Regions from separate parts of the Mus musculus genome. Here region 1 is linked to region 2. The links are chromatin contacts, called in public Micro-C maps. All regions are on one chromosome and are shown on one strand. Each heading gives the region's core, a stretch centred on a gene start, on an enhancer-like site or on the middle of the called end of the contact. The rest is flanking DNA. Distances are from core to core; before and after follow the strand shown.

Region 1 (5,289 bases), core at 125-2,624, 2.0 Mb before region 2:
GGATAAGAAATAAACACAAAAGCAGCAGGACTCCCTGCGCTCGACAGGTGGGTGCCAGGCAACTAGCTAGAGCCTGAGGCGCTGCTGGAACCCAGCTGCGCTCAGGGCGCGCGGGCGTGGCCAACAAGTCCGAGCTGTGAAATGCTGGGGACTTTCGCGCTTTGCCGAAGCAGCGCTGGAGACCTGGTGTCAGAAAGTCCAGCAGGTAAACTCCAGCAGGGACAAAGCTGTCAGTTCGAGCCACAGCAATGCTCCTGAGAGCAAGCCAAAAACGTACAAAAGGGAGTCACTATAGCAGAGTCTCAAGTTAGCCAGACTCAGCCTGAGTTCTGTGGCTGTGCTCATCTGTGTCATGGGGATCCCCCACAACCTTTGACTTTCTTTGGAGCATTTGCACGTGGGCTTCGAAGGCCCAGGAGACCCGGCCCACCAATTCAGTCACTTGTCCCTTGGTTATTTAGAATCGATGTGGCCTAGTACCATGCAACTGTTCATCATAGCGCTCCAACCAAGTGCGCAACTCAGACACCTGGTAACCGTCGGGGCCACGGCCTCCCTGGTACATGATGGTGCCACTCTGGATGACGTAGAGGCGCTCAAAATAGGCACCATATGCGGAACTGCTAGAGTTGGCCATAGTGTCCAGGACCAGAGCACAGCCAGGTGCACCTTGTTGTAGTACTCTCGCTGCGCTGACACGGTCCTCCAGGCTGCGGTGCTGGGGGATGACATAGGGTGAATCTGTGGTGACCCAGCCGTCGGATGGGTGGGCTTCCTCGATGTAGATGATAAGGAAGTCAACGTCGCGCTGGTACTTGGTGACCAGGCGCTGGAAGGCGCTCATCCGCGCCATGAACGGTGGTCAGGTACAGCTGCCAAAATTGAGCACCAACGGGCGGGTCCCTTGTGCGTAGTCGAGGATGCGCTGGCTCTGGAAGCCATCAGGTCGGACAACCTCCGAGTTGGGCGCTGGGCCACCCTCATGGGCTTGCTTGAAGAAATCCAATTTCTGGCCATGCCACACGGCTTTGAGAGAGGCCAGGGTGCACAGACGGTTGTCGTCTGATACGCATATGGGCGGGTCGTCAGGGGGCATCTCCTCGCCTTCACTGTTGAGCTCTACTTCGGGCTCAGGGTGGTCAGGATGGCGACGGCGCAGGAAATGCTTGCGGATGCACAAGAAATCTAAAAGCCAGAGCATGAAGGCCGTGCCTAGGAAGCGCGGGAACAGCACGAGGCACGAGGCGGTCTGGGCGCAGAGCCTCAGCGAGTGAAGCAGCAGAGAGCGGAGCATGGTGGCCGCGGGCCCCGAAGCCCCCGGGGGCCCTTCACCTTCTCCGACCACCAACCTCGAGGCGGCCTGGCGAGGCATCTGGTCCTCGGTGCTCTGGGAGCTCAATTTATAGTCAAAGCTTGAATTGGCGGGAGACTCCACCTCCGACCGGGGCCCGCCCCCTTGCAACTTGAGCCCGGAGGGATCACCCAGAGGCGCGGCCAATGCCCCAGAAATCTTGGGTCGAGGGCGGGCGCAGGCTGGTCGAGGGTGGAGCGGTGCGTCCCGGGGCTGGCAGGGGCGGGCCTGAGTCCCGCAGCCCGCTCTCAGGGGCGGGGGACCCCGAAGCCGCTGTGTCCAGGGACTAGGAGCCCGATCTCAGAGCCAAGCAGTCAGTGGTGGCAATGGTGTAACCCGCGCAAGCGCCTCGCACCTCCTAGGTCCCAGCGGGCGGGTCCCAGCCCGCGCCCTCTTCGCCGCGCACCTGAGCTGAGTTCCCCGGCGGCCGCAGCGCCGCGCCGGAGCTCCGGTTCGCTTCCCGCGCGCCGCCGCCAACGCCGCCCACGCTGCTGCTGCTCGTGCGGGGTCGCTGCCCAGGTACCGCGGGAGTCCAGGTCTGCGGCCGCCGCTCGGCCGGCCCCCGGCTGCAGCCCCGCCGGGGACGCGGGCCCGCGAGGAGGCAACTTTGGGTTCCCGCCGCCTTCCCCGCTCGCCCGCGGGCGCCGCTCGACTGCCGCAGCCCGTCCGCCCGCCTCCCGCGCGCGCTCACACTCGCGCCTCGCACACGGCCGCCCCCCGCACCGCCCCGCCACGCACACCGCGCTCCGCGCCCCCCGCCGCTGCCCGAGCTTGCCGCGCGCCGCCCCAGTCCGCGCCGCGCCCGCCCCGTCCCATCTCGCTCCCGCCGGACGCCGCGGTTCCCGGGTCAGCTGCCCCTCGGCTCCAGCCCGGAGGTGCCGAGGGCAGGGCCCGCGGGTGGGCTGGCGCCCAGCTCGGGAGACCCGGAGAGTCGCGGCAAGCGACGCCGGGCCTCGCCCTCGGCCGGCTCCGGGACGCCCTGGGCGCGGGGCGCTGCGGGCGCGGGGCGCGGGGCAGCGGGCGCGGGGCGGCGCCGGCCCCGGGCGGCTCTCCCACTAGGGGTAGCTGTTGCCTGAACGCGGGAGCGCTCCCCTCTCGCCGCTTGCCTCGCCCGGCGCAGCCCCGGCCGCCGGGCGCACCCGTCCCGTTCGTCCCCGGACGTTGCTCTCTGCCCCGGGAACGTCGAGACTGGAGCGCCCGAACTGAGCCACCTTCGCGAACTCGGAGCGCGGCGGCCCGACTCAACCGCGGAGGCGCCCGGACGCGTAAAGTGCGTACTTTCAACAGGGAACGTGTGCTGAGGCTTTTTAGGGGTGCGGGGCAACTCCCCAACAGCGTGGGGCTCTGGTCGGCTCTGCCACAGCGGCGCAGACCTCCTAATCTGTCTCTGCGCGTGGCGCACTGCTGGAGACTTGGGTTCAGGGGCGGCGGGGCTGCTTGACCTGGGGTCCTCGAGACCCTAAGCAAGTTCCACTTTAGATACACCTCACAATGACCCCTCAGGTCAAGGCCTCAACCCGAAGGCAGCGCCTAAGAATCGCACTCCCTAGAATGCTCCAGCACTCACAGGGGCCTTCTCTGGGGTAACGGGACCCCAGCCGGATACTACAGCTCCAGCTGCTTGCGTCCCATGCATCGCCCTCTCGGGAGAGACCAGCTACCTAACTTTCTCTACCAGAGACCGCGCTGGCGTCTCGGGAGGGTGAGCACAGTCAGACCACTTTCCATTAGCCATGGAACTTGTCCGGAAAAGTCGACCTCAAGTAGCCCAGAGGGCGCCCAGGTAGGCGCCCGCCCTCACCACCTGGTTTCTGCTGTCCTGGCAGGATGCTCTGCCCAGGGAGTCCCTCGGTCGCGGGACCTGTGGCCGCCAGAGCAGCTGGATCTGGAGTGTGCTGCCTGTGAACAGCCTGTGAAAGTGGCTCTTCTCCCTCTGGGTCAGAGGATGTCTCTGCTCTGGGGGCAAGGGAGTAAACATCAGCACTTCCCACCTGAAGGAAGCCATCAGACTCCTTTGCTGTTTCTAGCACTCTTTGTAAGGTCTTTCAGGAGGACTTCAGAAATCTCCCTGAACGTGCCTGGCTGGGGGTTCCACTCATGGTTCTATCCCTAAGCAGGGCTCCTCTGAGCTTACAGATCAACCCCCCCCCCACTCTCTTTCAGACTTAGGTGGTAAAGTGAGAAGAGACTCTGGCTGGAGAGTCTGAGAGACAGATTGGGAGCTTCTGGGCGCTGTCTTGGGTAGAGCAAGAGATAGTTCTCTTCAGCCCAAGATCCCCTCATCTCTGGGAGATACCAGTCTAGGGCTTGTGTCCTGCTTCTTCCTATAAGGACCTGGGACAGGGATATGAGGCCGATCCTCCCCTTCTCGCATTATGTGTGTAGGTGCATATGCCATGTGGCAGCCATAGTCTGGGACAGATAGAAGTCCTTCTGGTCCTGCTCTATGGGACCAGTCACCCCTGAACATCACCCCTTTCTGATATGGGACACTTGGGAAACCCTGCCATCCACATTTCTGGACAGGGGCGGGTGTTGTGTGGGAAATAGGCTACACCCCACACCTCAGGATTCCAGAGCCTTGGATGAAGAACCCAGGCCTTCGACTTCCCTGGCATCCTGTACAGGTGAGGAAAGACCCAAGGGGTGCCAGTGATTCTGGCTTTGGGGACACATACCTGGCTTGACAACCACACCAGTGCTCCCTACCTTTCTGCGGTTCCTCCTCATCTCTATTTTCCTCCCCAGTCCTCTTTTCCCATGCCCTTCAGGGGAGCACCCCTAACTAGCTGTAGTTCTCAGCCTTTCTACCAGTTACTTAAACTATCTTGTCTTGTCCCAGTGGTCTAGAACATGAATACTGGCCCAAGGCCAAGACTCTTCTGAAATCCATGAGGGGTGTAGGCCTCAGTGGACCTGGCAGATTTGGGAAGGGACACAAGTTGGGGTACTTGTCCTGTTTCAAGAGCCGGGGTGGGATGGTATGCTCTGGGCTCTCCTGCCTGCTTTCTCCCAGCTCCAGCAGAGGGCAGACAGGGAGAGAAAGGAGGGATGCACTGGGCTGGGTCCATTTGGTATCTTGGACCAACTTGGTGGAGGAGGAGGGCCAAGGTCCTGGCATGACTGAGGAGGACTGGCCTTTGGCCAGTCTTCCACTCCCAAGATTTGGGTAGTAGTGGTCTGCCAGGGAAGGAGTGCTTAGAGGGCCTGACACTAACCCCTTCATCTCCTAGCCTCCGGGTGGGGTTGGTGTGCAGTGTGTGGCAGGCATAGTCTCTGCCTCCCATTCCCAAGGCTGTCAGGAGACACCCATGCAGGTTGGTGGGTCTTGCCACTGGCTTCTATGTCTCCCAGCCGGGGTATTTCCTACGCACTCAGAAAAGATGGCCCAGCCCCTAGATTTAGAGAAGAGCATCAGAGAATAACAGTCCTGTGCCCTGGGTCTGACCCCATCTCATCATGCCCTGGTTACATGGGCTCAGTCTTCCTTGACCGTCACTCCTGTCGCTCTTGGTCTGCTTCCCCCACCCTGGTCTCTGGACACTTGAGGTTTTCCTTCCTCTGAACTTCCACCCATGGTGTTCCTGTTGCCCTTCTCTTTCCTCCCTCCACCCCTATAGTCCTCCTGTTCTTCTAAAGCCCTGGTCTGACCTGGCCCCACCCTTCCTCATACAGGGGAGCCCACTTTCTGCCTGGACTCTTCTTGAAGGAGCACACTCCCTCTTCCTGGCCCTTCTTCCTCAGTGGCCAGCAGCCTGTTCAGCAGATGCATTTCTGTGTTTGCCCAGCAGACCTCCCAGGCTGGCCCAGGCGGGATCCCTTGGAGAGACTTCTGGGAGGGGCCCAATAAAGCTTTGTGCAATGAGAAACGTGTACAGTGTGGACTTACTGAAAACCGGGTTTGGGGAGAATTTCTAGATGTGTCGTTCTGCCCTCTG
Region 2 (4,737 bases), core at 356-2,855:
TTGTCAGGCTGGGCTTCACACTCCTTTACCTGCGGAGCCATCTCGCCGGCCCCTCCTCCCCTTCGAACCGGCCACTAACAAGCCAACCCTAAGGCCATTCCACTTGCTGTTCCTTTCACCTGTCCGGCCTCCAGGCTTACCTTTGTCCTTGTCACTCAGGTTTAGGTCCTAGCTCCTAGGTCCCTCCCAGAACACAGATCTAAGGCAATTGAATTCCCCGCATAGCGCTGCAGACAGCCTCACCGATTCTTCTCACGTTGTACTCTCTCCCTCCTCCCAAGAATGCCAAGTGCCCTCAGAGAGCAGTGGCCTCTTGTCCCGGTAGAATTCCCCCGGGATGGGGAAGGTGTAAGAGGGCACATGAGGTGGTTTAGTAAACGGCTGAGTAACTGTAAAAGGGGGATGTCAGCTGCTGCGCGGGCACGCGCTCCAGGCCCGGGTAGCTTACCCCGGTTTGTGCGCGCGCAGAGTGGGTTATCTCCTTGTAGGTCCAGGGGAAACGCATCCTTCCCTCGGCCCGCTGGCTGCAGAAGCGCTGTTAAATGCGCTTAGGGGACGGGATTTATAGGTGTGGGAAGATCCGTATGCTCCGCAGCGATGCGGGGCGAGGGAAGAAGGTTCTGCGGTCGCTGAGTACCTATGGACCCCAGCTATCTGGCCAGGGTGGAAGACCTTCCCTCGCCTTTCTCAGGGGTTTCCACCTAGCGAACTGCATGTTCTTCCAATCCCAGGGATTTAGCGGTGTAGTGCGCGGAAGGGAAGGGCTCGGAGAACTGCTCTGGGAAAAGGGCAGGTCCTCGGCTCCCACCACGTCAGGGGAAGAAGGGAGAGAGATCTGGCCCTGAGATAAGGCTGGCAAGGCTCCACGGTCTTGGGCTAGGGGTGGGAAGACAGCCCCGCTGCAATATTAGGCAGGGACCCAGGTGGCTCTGGTCGGTGGCCCGGAAAGGGACAAAGACCAGCCCTGCCCGACCCCCCATGTCAGGGTCCTATTGTTCCTCCTCTCTCGGACTGTACCGAACTCTGGTGCCCCCGAGAGGGAGGGAGGGAGGGAGAGAGCTGTGCTCGCCGGGTGGGCATCTGTTTATTAAGGGTGAGAAAGGGAGGGTCAGGGACGCTGGCCGGATAAGGGACGCGTAAATTCGCGCGTCGCCTTTAAGGGAAGCCCTGCCCTACCTTTCCCACCGGTCCCCGCCACCCCCTAGCCCTACCTGCATTTTAAAACCCCTTGTAGTCCTGGGATTGGCCCAGGCCGCGTCCTCCGGGCGAAGAAACTTGAACCGGGAGTGTGGGGGGGAGGAGGGTGCAAGGCCCCGCGGTTGGAAGATACCATCTTTTCAGCCTCCCCGCGCGCGCCCCGCCCCTCCCGCACACCCCCGAACCTGGCCAATCAGACCTGTGGGAGGGCGGGACCGTGGCTCGAGCGCGCCTCTGGCAGGGCGCCCGGCGGGCCGGCGCACCGCGTAGGGGGACCTCGGGGGCCTGCCACTCCTCTGACCGCCTCCCTTTCGGAGGCGTGGCCCAACGGCGGCGCCCCGCCCCCTCTCCGCCCGGGGTGGGCGGGGCAGCTGGGGCTCCGGGAGCGGGGCCGGGGGCGGGCCTCCGCCTGCTGCGCCCGAGCTCGGAGAGCCGGGGCACCGCGGCCGCCGACGCAGCCACGGTCCCGGTTCCTCAGTCCTGAGGCGTGCGCGGGCTCTCGGGTGACCCCAGAGGGGGCCGCGGGAGGGAGCGCGAGGCGGCGAAGGGCGGGCCGCACGCGTCCCCAGCCGCCCCCCGCGCGCGCGTGGCCGAGCCCAGAGAAGCCCCGGCGCGGGGAGCGCCGGCCCGGCGCGGGCGAGGGCGATGCCGCGGTGACGGCCCCGCCATGGCGAAGCCCCCGGCGGTGGCGGCGGCGGCTGCAGCGGCGGCGTCGGAGGAGCTGAGCCAGGTCCCGGACGAGGAACTGCTGCGCTGGAGCAAGGAGGAGCTGGCGCGGCGGCTGCGGCGCGCCGAGGGCGAGAAGGTGGGCCTCATGCTGGAGCACGGCGGCCTGATGCGCGACGTGAACCGGCGGCTGCAGCAGCACCTGCTGGAGATCCGCGGCCTCAAGGACGTGAACCAGCGGCTGCAGGACGACAATCAGGAGCTGCGTGAGCTCTGCTGTTTCCTGGACGACGACCGGCAGAAAGGGCGCAAGCTGGCGCGCGAGTGGCAGCGCTTCGGACGCCACGCGGCCGGCGCCGTGTGGCACGAGGTGGCCCGCTCGCAGCAGAAGCTACGGGAGCTCGAGGCGCGCCAGGAGGCCCTGCTGCGCGAGAACCTGGAGCTGAAAGAGCTGGTGCTGTTGCTGGACGAGGAGCGCGCGGCGCTGGCGGCGGCGGGGGGCGCTGGCGGCGGCGGCGGCGGCGCGGGCTCCCGCAGCTCCATCGACAGCCAGGCCAGCCTGAGCGGGCCCCTGGCGGGGAGCGCAGCGGGCTCGGGGGCCCGCGACGTTGGCGACGGCAGCAGCACGTCCAGTGCGGGCAGCGGCGGCAGCCCGGACCACCACCACCACGTCCCAGCGGCTCTGCTGCCCCCGGGGCCGCACAAGGTTCCGGACGGCAAGGCCGGAGCCACGCGCCGGTCTCTGGATGACCTGTCAGCGCCGCCGCACCACCGAAGCATCCCTAACGGCCTGCACGGTAAGCATCTCGCCGGGATCGGAAGCCCATGGGTGTCTGTCGTGAAGCAGTAGTAGTTTCTGGAGACCTCACAGGTGCGGGGTGGGGGTGGGGTCGCACCTTCAGACCCTTCCGCAGCTGGCATAGCAAATGGAGCATTCGGCGTGGTGGTGTCCCTGTCTAGCTGATGCCGCAGAAAAAAGTTTCTCCTCCGCAGCTTTTTGTGTTACCAGCTGGCACTCTGGGGCTGTCGAGGGGTGTCTCTCATCCTACCCTGAAAACACTTGAGGGCAGAGGAGAGTTTTTCTTGGAAGACTATGAAAGGCCCCTAAGCTAAAGCAAGTGAATTTTCCCTTCTGGTTGGAGTCCCTCAAACTCACTTAGCACCCACGACTGCACTGTGCTGTGGCTGGCTTTCTCCCCTGCTTCCTTCCCAGCTGAATCTCCTCCTGGGCTGGGCTGGGCTGGCACACAATCACCCGTGCTGAGACCTTGACGAAGCTGGGCCAGAGTACCCTGGGCTAAGATAAGAGTCTTCCTGGCTTCCCATAAGTCCCGCAGTACTGGTTGGGACACCTTTCTCAGTTCGGTCTCTACAGTTTTCCCCAGAGGATATATTTGGAGTGGATTCCGACCTCTCCGTGTGCCTCAGTTTCCTTTCTTCCTTGCTTGTAAGTTGGAGAGGCTGATGGCCGCCTCACCGGGGTGTGAGGTGGAGATAGATAATGCCCCTGAAGAGATCTGTAAGCTTGATCGTCTTACAGGAAGTGCTGGGGTCATCTGTGGCCAGAGTGTGGGTTGGAAGCCGGCTCTGTCTTCCTCAACCTGTTGCTATTGACCCTACAGGAGGGTGTCCCCACCTAGGGTACTGTGGCTGTCCCTTCAGTGGCGATCTGGGCCCTGCAGCTTCCCTCCTGTCCTGACTACCATTTGCTGTGCTACTCCGTTTCCCCCACAGTTTTTTGGAGCTTGGCTCTCAGTGTTGATGGCACTTGCCTTTGCCTGAATTGTTCCCCTGGTAGCGAAGAGTAACTCGCCCTTTCTGTTCTCCTTAAAGCCTTTCTCCATCCATATACTGTCAAGGCTTAGAAGAACTTCTCTTCCCCAAACTCACTGCTGGAGCTGAGGACCAAGCTTTTTCTTGGGTTTCCTGGCCAAGCCCTCTGCAGGCATTTTGAGGCAGGAGCTGCAGTTCTCATGCAGGTCAGATAGAGGTTTCCCCTTTATTTACTCTCCAGAGCTTGTGAGTTCAGGAAAGGACTGGGGCTAAAGGGATATTTTGTTACTGATTAGCAATCTACCACAGCAACTCAGGTTTCTTTTTGTAACATTGCATCCACAGGGCCTTACCCCGACAGCTATTCACTCATGCTCTAGATGCCAAGTTCTAGTTTACTTTGGGGGAACGGACACCCCTCTTTACAGAGCTGGCATGCATCTCTTTGGCTTCACCTTCTTGGGGGGGGGGCTATTCACTCATGCTCTAGATGCCAAGTTCCAGTTTACTTTGGGGGAACGGACACCCCTCTTTACAGAGCTGGCATGCATCTCTTTGGCTTCACCTTCTTGAGGGGGGGGGCTCTGGGAGGGCCAGTGTTCAGGGTCTTGATTTCCCCAAGTGCATCATGAAGGAGGGGAATCTTTGCACTTAGGGAAACACAGGGCTGCTGGTTTTCAGCTATGTCATCAGTAACAGTGGTCAGGGTGAGTCTCCTCAGGACACTGTCTCGCTGAGTGTCTCCACCTCTTTGCAGACAGTCTTTTTTTTTTTTTTTTTTTTGCTAGGAGGTGTGGGTCTGGCCCAGAGTTGCAGTTGCAGTAGTGAATAATGCAGCAGAGAAGGAACTGGCCGGACTGGAGGTTTTCCACCCCTATTGGGGGTGGGTAGGGGCAGAAGTGTCCTGTTTCCTACAGACCCCACCCCCTCCGAGCGTCCTTGCACCAAAAACTGCTGCAGATTTTGTAGTAGCCAAGCTCTGCCTTGGCACAGACTGAGAACCCAGCATTGGCACTACTACAGACTTCAGCCACACACTGGATTGTTCTTTTTAGTTTTGTCTCTTGAAGTCAGTGGGTGGCGGCAAGGTATCCTCCCTTG

The links. A called contact is a pair of places that touch in the nucleus more often than the background predicts.
Region 1: a Micro-C map of embryonic stem cells shows a contact between it and region 2, with 3 times the contacts expected there. The contact joins the promoter of Dio3 here to the promoter of Ccdc85c in region 2. A contact is called at or near these places in 1 of 484 Hi-C or Micro-C datasets (embryonic stem cells) and 1 of 9 other capture datasets (embryonic stem cells).

The regions. Positions count from the first base shown.
Region 1 is chr12:110,275,315-110,280,603 of GRCm38.p6, reverse strand. It overlaps Dio3 (deiodinase, iodothyronine type III), which reads right to left and starts at 1,374. Exons shown (of 1, transcript NM_172119.2): 1 at 1-1,374. The coding sequence starts at 1,372. The coding sequence ends at 458. Dio3os (deiodinase, iodothyronine type III, opposite strand) reads left to right here and starts at 2,536. Exons shown (of 4, transcript NR_002866.2): 1 at 2,536-2,621; 2 at 2,855-3,053; 3 at 3,178-3,978; 4 at 5,027-5,220. It overlaps Mir1247 (microRNA 1247), which reads left to right and starts at 2,475; the gene lies at 2,475-2,556.
Region 2 is chr12:108,272,261-108,276,997 of GRCm38.p6, reverse strand. Ccdc85c (coiled-coil domain containing 85C) reads left to right here and starts at 1,605. Exons shown (of 6, transcript NM_001159910.2): 1 at 1,605-2,660. The coding sequence starts at 1,865.